Linked DNA regions of Lactuca sativa: region 1 is linked to region 2. Evidence: chromatin contacts called from public Hi-C data. All regions are on one chromosome and are shown on one strand. The core of a region is the stretch at or near the end of the contact, and the rest is flanking DNA. Distances in the headings are between cores, read along the strand shown. Region 1 holds the start of LOC111921408. Region 2 holds the start of LOC111921409 (ras-related protein RABH1b).

Region 1 (6,003 bases), core at 2,424-4,923, 240 kb before region 2:
TACTAGAAAAGAACAATACTTATTGATGTTTGTGTTTTTAATGTAAAAAACTCTATTATCAGATTATTTTTTTGTTGTTCCTTTTTGCAAAAAACAAAAGACACCCTATGTTACTAACCGTAATATTTTGTAATCCTTATTCTAATAAATGAATAGTTTTAATCTTCTTTTGCCAAGTGTCACTCTAATATAACTCTTCATTAATATTATGTCATATGTCATGTAGATATATTAGACAACAACTCATTTCAAAATTCAAATTTACATTTACTAATTATATGTTAAATTTGAAGTTATAATAAATTTAAAATTTTGATATATCTTTTAATTAATAACTTATTTACAATGATTTATTTAAAATAATTAATTAATAATTATAAATTTTTATTATGAAAGTTTAATTAATTTTATAACCCGTTGTTCCACGGGTTATAAACTAGTTTATAATATATACTTGTATCTAACAACTATATAAAATAAGATAAGAGACCATTTTTCTTCGTCAAACCATAGATGCACTTTTTGAAAGTGAACACTTTGTTTTCATGAAGCGATGCATGACTTGAATTTTACACCCTAATCATTTCCGCAAGCCTATCCTATTTTCATTAATTTCCAAATGACATTGATAAAAATGAGTCCACATCATAATTTACTTGACATGCAACTCACTGGTTAACATAATTCAAAAGGAAAAAAAAACAATTAAACAATACTGAGAAGTTAATAAATATATTTGATATATAATCGTAATATCATGGAAGATTTTATTTGTCACACACTCTACCGGTATTTGTGCAAAATTGCATGCACATCCTTATTCTAATAAATGAATAGTTTTAATCTCCTTTTGCCAAGTATCAGTCTAATACAACTCTTTATTAATATTATGTCTTATGTCATGTAGATATATTTGACAACAACTAATTTCAAAATTCAAATTTACATTTACTAATTATATGTTAAATTTGAAGTTATAATAACTTTAAAATTTTGATATATCTTTTAATTAATAACTTATTTATAACGATTTATATAAAATAATTGATTAATAATTATAAAATGCTATTATGAAAGTTTAATTAATTTTATAACCCGTGGTTCCACGGGTTATAAACTAGTGAAATGATATATCAATAAGAGACGATGAGTGTAAAAACATACCACTGATAATGAAAAGAGTTTTTGTATCGCCTTTTTTAATTTTTGAGTTACAGTTTGTGTCGGTTCTACTAAGTTGATTCGGCTAGTGTATCAGTTATATGATAAACTAATTATGTATGCATTGTATGGTGCTCTTGTGTGTTGGACATTGTGAGAATGAGACACATTTAAAGTTCAGGACAAACGTTTTCTTTTTATTGTTGGATGAATTCACAAACAATTTTGTGTTCCACTAGAGACCTACCCATACCATGTGTCATTGGTTGATGCGCCCACACATAATTCATATCAGGTAAATTTGAGTTGTTGAACATGGTATGATTTATCTGTTTAACGGATCGACTCATTTAATTTACTAGTTAGAAGTTGTTCATTGAAAGGTCACATCTGAATGAGTTAGTATTCAGCGGGTCTCATGCAACCTATTAACAAATCAACAACCTCAAAAAAGTTAAAAAAAAACCCTTCTATTTTCTTAATCATTGATTACTTTATCTATCAACCCTTTCTTAATCCTTAATTACTTTGTCTATCAACCCTTTCTTAATCCTTAACTAGTGTTTGAAGTGGCATTTTTTTAATTCACTATAGGTGAATATCAAGTTTGGCAATAACTATAAAAGTGCTCATGATTTTTAATACTCTTAATATATTATAGAGTCGGGATAGATCAATAAACTAGTAGCACTTGTACCGAAGACTTTAATTAAGCAAATAATAAAATATCTTAAAATCAATATATAATGATGAATCAACAATAAAAAAAAAACTAATTAAAGAATATTATCTTAATTAATCATGATATATAGATCCAACTATTTTCAGCAATCGACGATTAAAAAAAAGACAGAAGCAGAATCAGAACATTTGAATTTGCATTTGCATTTTGACATATTCTTTCTCTAATTAAAAAACAATATATTTTATTATCGGTTGTCCTAAAAAATAATATATTTATTGGTCATGTTTTAGGCCTGTTTTACACTGTTTTTCGTAATTATTATTTAGAGTCGATATCTTTAGATACATTCGTATATTATTTGTTGGCTCTATACATTATTTTTTTTTTTCGAAATTAATATCGAACCAAACATTATTTTTGATAAAAAGAATATTACTGTTATTAACTTATTAATATGGATTGTGCGAAAAGTAGTACGTGTATTCCATGGGATCAATCCTCCTCTGTACACCACGCTGTCAGTTTATCGTTTTCCTAACCGAACAATTGTTCTTTACACCCCCTTACTTTTAAGTTTATTACAAATTTGACACTTAAAGTTTAAAGCTTTACACTTTGAAGATTTGTGTTTCATTCTAAGGTCATCTAGATCTTGTACCTATGTGCATTAATTTGCCTTGCTCCAATATGTTATTTAGTTAATAAACTTATAATTGTGAGAGTATATATTAATAAGATATATACCATCATTAAGGTGTTTTAATGGTGATCATTTTGTATAGAGAAATTAAAAATCCTTCTACTTTTTGTTCTTACAAATCTTTCTACCCAATGAAATAATAACATGTGTCACATTTAATGCTCATTTAATGATATTTTAGTATACTAAAATGACACATGTTATCATTTAATCAGGTAGGAGGATTTGTAGTTGAAGTCTGTGAGATTCAAACATGATCAACGCCATTTTAAAGCGTTATATACAAAAGAGAAATTAAATATGATATGTTTAAAAAGATCATATGCATGTTACATCATCTTATAACACTATACATCAAGATCTCATAGATAATAAATTGCTATAATATAATTATGAACCTTAATAATATGTCCCTTGAAAATTAATCAACCAACTTTTATACTGTTGTTTAGATCATGATACTGTCAAAAATAAACATCGCATCACACCTTAAAACTTTTAACTATTTTTAAAATGATAACTTTATTTTTCAAATACATATTCATCCATGACCACTTATATCACTAATCGGCTAGATAAGAAAAAACTTAATTTTCTTTAATGAAATGTTAAAACTTGTGAGTTTTAAACTAGAGATTTATTTCATTCTAAAATGTTTAAATCTCAAATAATTTTTATAAAATCGTATTTTACTGTTACCTACGTAAAACCAGATAAATAGAAAAAAAAATAGTTACACAACTTTTTGTCCGTTTGTGATCTTACTTTTTGTATGATCATAATTAAAATATTCTAATCTTTAAAGCATAAGTAGACGATTTGAAATTTCAACTACCTCATTTATTCTTCTGGAAAAAATCAGTTAAGTAGACGATTTAAAATTTCAACTATCCTACTTATTCTTCTGGAAACTAATGTTTATGTGGAAGTCTTAATAGTTCCAATATTATATTTTTTTTATGAAGAATATATTTTTGATGAAGTTTCCATGTATTTATATATACAATGAAAAGTCTTGTTTGTAATAATAAAACAAATGAAACTAAAGGGACTAAAAACGAAATACAACCTTTTAGCACACGACCCCCAATTTGTATGAACAAATATATAATCAGTGATTCTTCCCATATTCTCTCTCTCTATATCTCTCTCAAATCCTCTCTTCTCCCCTCTGTAAATTTCTGAAATAAAATCACACTGAAGATAGAAGACAAGCACGAAATCTCCCTAAAAATCTGAACAATCTTTGTTTTCATCGTCAATTAGAGAAACGCTGATCAATGGAGCGTTGAATCCCCAAAGAACTAACAAGGAAACAAGGAAACAGATACAAATATTCAACAATCAGAAGCTAATTCTGCCGATTTACTTGAAATCAAGTGTAGAGAGGTGTACAGAATTTACATCCATAAATGAGGTGTAAGAAGCATTACACCGATCTCAGTAGTGTCGTCGGCGTATGCGCTTGTTGTCTCCGGGAACGTCTGTTGTATCTCATCGCAGCTCAAGAACAAGCTCATGCTCAAGCACTGAGTGGTCAAAACCTAGACGGAAAACAACGCAATTTGGACGGGAAACCAGTGTTTCCTCGCTTTGATTCTCCGTTAAACAACCGCCGAAAGTCCGATCGTTCTGCCGGAGCTACTGTATTGTCTCATAACGATCGACGAAAGGATCATCATCCTTTTACTCCTGCTGCTCCTCGTCATAACCATAGCCTCTCGGATCAACTGTTTTATCGAACACCTCAGGTAGGGCCTACTACCGGAGGTCACAACAACACCGGTGTTCATTCGAATAAGAAGCGGAGTTTGATTCGGTTGCTTACGTTTCCCTTCAGATCTAAGAATCGAAACTCGGTGGATTCGGTTTCGGATCCCAGGGCATCAGATTCGACTTTCAGGGAACCCAGCGGTGGTGGTAATGCCACGTCGTCAACGTCAACGTCGTCGTCTTCGTGGTTCTCAAGCATTGTACAAGGTGGTGGTCGTAACCGGAGGAAGCAACCGGTTTATGTTGATGAATCTCAAGTAACCAGCGGAAGCGGAGTGGTCCGGCGGCAGTACTGCCGAGATCGGGGAATGTCACCGGTGCGAAACTCCGATTGCGATGGCGGAAATGAAGATGATTTATTCGATGTAACAAGCGGGTACGAGTCAAGGCCTGAGTCATGGAAAAACACACCGAGAAGAACACCGGCTCATCCAGACGGCCGGCGCGGCGGTGGTGCCGGACACGTGAGGAATTTATCCGGTTTAACATTCTGTTTGAGTCCCTTGGTTCGTGCAAGTCCTAACCGGCAATGGAATCAGAAGGGTATGCCACCGCCACCACCGCCGGAAAGCGGTTTATCAGGCGAAACCAGAGCTCCGGTGAAGCCTCATCTTTCAAACATAAAATCATTTTGCCCAAACAGATCAAGAAAATTCGCCGATTTCGGGAGGCCCAATGCTCACCATTGATTTTGATGACTGTTGTCATTGACCCAGTCGCAGATTGGTTTGACTGGGCCTCAAAGTACACGATTTTGCCTCCATTGGTATCTCCCCCTTCATACCTTTATCAATAATTACTATATGATTATTCATATTTTACTGATACCAAAATATTTTTATTCTTTTTTCTTCTTCATTTCTTTTTTTGTAATTATGAGATTCGATTTAAGTATAGTGTGAATTACAAATTTGGCCTCACATTTTGTCTTTTTATATATATTCCTCATGTGTCATAAAATAATTCTTTGTTCTAAGACAATGTATTCGTGGATACTTTATAAATAATATAATGCACACATAGTTTCAAAGTAATATTTTTCCTTTAATATAAAAAGGTTAATCACAAAATTATCATTTTAAACATTTAATATAAAATATAAAATAACTATCCATGAAATGGAAAAACAGAAAGTATTTGTTTTCATGAAATTCAATAGTTTTTTTTTTGGTAAAATTATATCATTTTTGCGAAGAAAAAAAAATCTTTATGAAGGACAATCGATGAATTTTTTTCTTAAAAAGACTGATTATTTTATAACAAAGGTACAAAAAATGATAATTTTTATAAGATGATCAAATTTTGAACAATATTAACTCGTTTTGTTACATTTATATTCATTGTGAAATATGCATGGCGTAGTGTAATTTGTCGTCACATTGACGTTATACAATAGTAGGTTACATGTCATGAAACGGGTAAGAAGTTACGAAATAAATGAATTATATGTCATGAAACTATTATTAGAAATTATAAATTTATAAAATTACACGTTAAGAAACATATGAAAGTTTTATAATTACAGTTTTTTTTGGAAAAAAAAATTCAGTTAGGATTCAGTTTTATTAAAATGTTAATAGATATTTATTAGGTATACAAATCGAATACTTATAATAGAGATTAATCTAATATATAATTTGAATTTGATTAGGAAATATCACAATCAAAAGTTGTCGTTAATTAA
Region 2 (5,884 bases), core at 3,028-5,527:
TCGCTTTGACAATGAAAGGAGACTTAATCATATTTCCACTCAAACAAGACTCACATACACCAAATGACTCAGAGTTTGTTGTTGATTCCAAAATTACATTAGATTGGAGTTTTTCGATGCATTTTTTGTTTATAGAACCCGTAAGTGAATGTCATAGATATGATTTTTTTTTATTCTTGTTTAAATCTTTTGGCATTACATATATACATATATAGTCTTATCATTTGAAACATTATTATGCATGACAAATCAAATATGAATATCATCATGAGGTCTTAATGAACTGAAATGCCATAACCTGAAAACCAGATTATCTCAAATGGAAAATTAAAATACTTCTGATATATATACTTGGAGAAAAATTACAACTGTAAAATATTAAAACAAGACCACTTGGTCAATATTAATCCTTTATATATTAAATACCATAGTTTTATAAATGCATTAATAAAGGCCAATATCCACATTAAAACTTGTTATCATTTGAATTTGATCATACATAAAATAATAAGCTCAATTGATCGGTGAAAATACCAATTACATCACAAGTGCAACTCTTAGGCATATATGGAACTCAAGATAATTAGTGTGCAATTTGTTATATTTTAGGATTTTAGGAACCCTTATCAGTATCAAGATTAACTTAACATATTAAATAAGAACGATATTAAATATAATATTGGTTACAAATTAAGAACGATATTTAATTGGAAATTGATAATTAATCACCAAAGTTAAGCACTATCTCAAGCCTCCAAGTTTAAGATTCGAAGGAAAAAAAAACAATATAAGAACACTCTCAAAAAAAGTAAGCACAAAATATGGCACTAAAAAGCTAAGTCAACTAAAGTCAAACATAACAAACCCTTTTTTCCATATAGCCACTAAAACCTTCAAAAAAAATATGAGGGACTAATTTGGTAATTTGAAGAATCTTATTATATGAATCAATCAGCATGCACAGCCTCCAGATTGGGGATGCTGGGACCCACTTGTATTGCTGGACTTTAGATTTACATCGACCATGTCTTCCTGCTTTGTTGTAGATAAAGTTTCCATTCCTGGTAACGCAGATGCTATTTTTCGAAACAAAGCCTGTAAAAATAGTGAATTACAAATTTCGTCCCTATACTTTACTCAAAATTGCAAGTTCAGTCCAAAATTTGAAATTATCTCAATGTTGGTCTTTAAGTTCACATTTCGTTACAATTTGCTCCCTGTGCTTTTTTAAAAAATCGCAAGTTCATCCAAAATTTGAAGTCGTTTTTTAGAGTAATTACAAATTTGGTCCCTGTGCTTTACTAGAAATCGCAAATTCAGTCCAAATTTTCAAATTCAACCAAAACCCAAAAAATTAAACTAAAACTAAAACTTAAATAATACTTCTACTCTGTATTTTTTTTTTTAAGTTTTGATTTTGTTTTGACAAAACTGCAAAAATGGTCCCTATGGTTTGTCGAAAATTACCACTTTGGTCCAAAAAGGTTTGGACTAGCACCAGAGGTCCAAACTTTTCATTTTGTTGCAAGTTTGGTCCAATTTGTTTTGAAAATATTTATAATGACGGATTTGCCCTTATTGTTTTAGTTTTAGTTTTTATTTTTTGGGTTTTGGTTGGATTTAGGGTTTAAGATGAAGGAGACGAGGAATACTTCTAGGGTTTGCTTAATTGCATTGAGGAAGATGAAGATAGGGGCAAAATAGTCATTTTACCTTTATATTGAAGCCTGCCTTGGCACTAGTTTCAATAAACATTACGTTATATTCACGGGCTTTAGCTTCACCTTCCTCTATTGAAACTTGCCTACAAAATATGCATCAAAAGGAAATGGATGTAAACCATTATAATATTTTTTTTGACAAAACTACCCTTTACTAGATATTTCTGTTGTTTCTTTCTTGTTTTATAAAAATGAAAAATTTACTATTTACTAAATTTTATTATATACTAAGCTATAGTTAATCAATAAAAAATTGAAACTACATTATTTTTTTCTGTATTTTGCCCTTTTCCAAAACTTGGTAACCTAAAAAAACGGTTTTTGAAAGGTCAAAAATAGTATAATGGTTTAATCAATATAGAAAATAGTTAAGTGGCTAAATCAATAAAACAATGAAAGAACAAATGCAAATATGCAATCAATGTATTAATTATTATATTTATAAAGTAAGCTAAAAATAACCACCATTTATTTACCTCTTATCCACAAGGTCGGTTTTATTGCCAACTAGGACAATGATGACATCACTACCTCGCTCCGTACGAACCTCCTCAATCCATTTTGCAGTGTTCAGAAATGACTGGCGACCTAAAACCATCATAGAAGTGGTTGAGATTATGAAATGTAAAAAAAAAAAAACGATAAAGGGTATTTACGTCTTTTGCACAGACAAGAGATCAAAAGCAAATTCTTGTCATCAGTTTGAGTCTCAGTCCAATGTATGTCAGACACAGACACAGACACAGACTATTGAAAAAAAGGGGACTAAAAGAAGTCAAAAAGGGAAGAGAAAGAACATACTTGCAACATCAAAAACAATGACAGCAACAGAGGAGTCTCTAATATAACTTGGAATGAGACTCCTGAATCTTTCTTGTCCAGCTGTGTCCCTTTTTAATACCAAAAATCAATGAATTAGTTTCAAAAGAATGAATAATGTATCACTTTTTGAGTATATATATTATAGCTTAAACAATACTAATAAGTAATGTATATATAATCTTACCAAAGCTGCAAACGAACTGTTCGATCTTCAAGATACATAGTTTTTGATAGAAAATCAATACCAATTGTAGCCTGGAGAGTGGATATAAATTCAGAGTATACACATTAGAGAGGGGGTAGGAAAGGAAATACGAAAAAGATTGAGATAACAAATGAAAGGTTTGATAAGAAATTGGAATGTAATAAACTACGAGAGGAAAATGTAGACATTCTATACTGCAAGGGAAACCAAAAGGACTGAATTCGAATTAGCAATTCATCAAAAGGTGTATGCACTGCTATTAATTGTAAGTATTGATAAGTTATTGTTTTAAATTTTTATTTTTGCCAAGGAAATGATTTCCTGGATTATGAAGAAAACTTCACACAACTAAACTAAACCAATCTATTGAATAAATGAAAGGGGATTTCTTAGTTTTTCCCTTAATAAGAGTAGCAAATTTAGTAAACAACTACCAAAGGCGAAAAACTATGCTATAAAAGAATGAAGCTCCTTTATATGACTATCTATGCAGTTAATCTATGGACTTAAATGATTGCTTGGAAACATTTTTTTGGAGTTAGAATGAATTGATGAGGATGATTAGGAAATTTTCAGCTTTCTTATACAATATACTCATTGTTTTATCCTTCTTGGTTGCTTGAGAAATCAAGATTTTGTACATCATAGATAGATTAGACAAAAATTGGTATTTTAATTGTTCTCAGATAGTCAGATTCAATAGGTAGATATTCTAGCAGGGGAATTATCAGAAGCACCTTTATCTAGCAAAATCAATACAAGTAGTATTATTCAAATCTGTAGCCTGGATGCATATAGGGACACAAGCAGAACCACTCATGGTCCTAATTAGCTTCAGCTGGAATGACCAAAACAGTGAATGTGTTATCTTAGTTCCTTCAAATCTGTCACGATTTAACACATGGAACTCTCAAAAACTTCAACTACGAGAAGGCGAGATGTTTCTATCCATATCCCTAACAAAGTTCAATGCGATTATCCAATTTCTCTTGGAGTTGAAAATGGATCTGTTTGAAAACAAAACTAAGCTTTTTTCAACAATTAAGGGAGTAACGAATCGAGATCAAGTCCAAGTCAAAATCAGATCAAACATCCAAAAAAGCTCTCAACAGATATCACAAATCAAAAGGCTACACATAAAACATGGTCCGATAGCAGCTACATAATAATAAGCTGGATCAAATTAGATTACCTGATAAGTGTTGTCAAACTTATCGTACATGAATCGAGTAATGATGCTCGTTTTTCCGACTGATTGATCTCCTAAGAACACCAGCTTGTACTTCGCAAGAGCCGACACCGGAGCCATTTTGTTTGAAATTAATTAAGATATAGCAGCAGATATATCCACGACAACGTTGCGATCAAAGGATGAAGATTTTCCGACGCGTATGACTGAGATCTCGCCGGAGAATCTTGGAGATCAACGCCGAGAGATGTTAGGACTCTGAGAGTCTGAGGTATATGAGCGAGAGAAAAGGGTTTGTTTAAGAGTTGAATCCGTGTCGGCTAACGGAAAATGAGTTTGTTGCATTTGGCATTTGTTTGAATAGTAACGACTTGGACACAATTAGTCAAAATATATAATTATTTAGCTTTTCAAAGTTTTTTATTTTAGGTTTTTAGTGTTTAATTTAGTTTTAAGATGCTGTTGTTATTGAAATAAATAGTTTTTATTAAATGTTCTAATAACATTTCATTGTATTTTTCAATGTTAAATAGATTATAAGATAAATTGTAATTTCTAAAAAACAGCGGTTAACAGAGGTATTTGTAATGAGAATTGTTATCGAGAATTAAGAAAAGAAACAATAGATTTGAATGATGAAAGATGATGAACACACGAAGTAAATATTAATCAGATCTCGTTTTATTAAGACTGATTACAAAGTAAGCTGAAGAGAAATATTGTGTTTCGATATCGTTACTCTACTTCAAGCCTAAGTCCCTATTTATAGGGAACATATAAAAAGTATACTAAGTCTAAACATTTACGCTTCGCATTCTACACTTCGCATACAAAATTGACTTAGTAAAATAACATAAAAATGCGAATCATTACAATACAAACTATTCGACTTTTACAACATACATCTACATTCTCCCCCTTTGTAAACAGTCGATACAATTCAACTTAAAAGCTTTTGAATTGCAGAATGAATCGTTCTTCGCACCTCTCCATACCAAGAGATCACCTTCTTCAAGTCCTTCTTATCACCTTCGTTATTTTTCTTGCAATTGTTCATACGTACAATGAAGTGCGTATATTGCGAAGAATTGTATCTTTCAATCTCTGAAGCTTTGAATAAGAACTTCTTCGGTTGCCTTTAGTGTCTCTTCCCGAAAACACCATGCCAAATGGTTTAAGGCATATCTCACCCACAACATACTTCGATAGAGCTAATTGTGACAAAGTATCCTCCCACGGAACTTTAACTTCTCTTCCTAGCACATTTGCTAACTCTTCATCAGTAAGTGCCAGACAATCGAAATAGTTGTCGATATAAGTCTTCACATGTGCAAATCCGACTTTAAACACATCTGTTTCTGAGCCTTTGAGTTTGTTTACTTCCATGTGCTTCAGAATAAGAGCTACTTGAATGAGATCGTTGCAGTTCATCAAAGGAAAATTAGCAACAGTGAAGTCGTATTGTTTGTTGTTAGCCCTGATGACAAAATATCGAAAATTTTGAAGCATGTCTTCAAACAGAACATCCTTCTTTATCGTAAGCACCTTCTTGATCTTCATCAGGGACCAAACTTCATCAGGATTCTTCCCAAGAACAGCATGAAACCTGATTTTCATATGAGTGTAGTCATCCGGATTATCAAATTTCTCACTGATCTTGTATTGAGCCGTAATGAACAACATTTCATTAATAGGGAAGTCCAGCTGACAGTGATCTGAGTTTGCAATATCGTAACTTCGTTTAGGCTTCTTCTCGAACTCATACATCTCCCTTCCTACAACTTTAGACTCTATAGTTTCGTAAAAGTAAAGTTTCGCAGGATCTCCTTTGTTCATGGAGGGAGGATCACTTGCTCTTTGTCTCATGATGCTCTGAACTTGTCTCATTCTTTCTAATTCAGCCTCAGCATCAGCTTTTATCTCCTCCTTCGACTTTTCATATAAGAT

The links. A called contact is a pair of places that touch in the nucleus more often than the background predicts.
Region 1: a contact with region 2 is called in a Hi-C map of leaf, with 6 times the contacts expected there. The contact joins the promoter of LOC111921408 here to the promoter of LOC111921409 in region 2. A contact is called at or near these places in 3 of 4 Hi-C or Micro-C datasets (bud and leaf).

The regions. Positions count from the first base shown.
Region 1 is chr1:111,855,167-111,861,169 of Lsat_Salinas_v11, reverse strand. LOC111921408 reads left to right here and starts at 3,673. Exons shown (of 1, transcript XM_023916989.3): 1 at 3,673-5,239. The coding sequence starts at 3,959. The coding sequence ends at 5,008.
Region 2 is chr1:111,616,134-111,622,017 of Lsat_Salinas_v11, reverse strand. LOC111921409 (ras-related protein RABH1b) reads right to left here and starts at 4,277. Exons shown (of 6, transcript XM_023916990.3): 1 at 3,941-4,277; 2 at 2,728-2,798; 3 at 2,523-2,611; 4 at 2,198-2,309; 5 at 1,714-1,804; 6 at 684-1,095. The coding sequence starts at 4,057. The coding sequence ends at 952.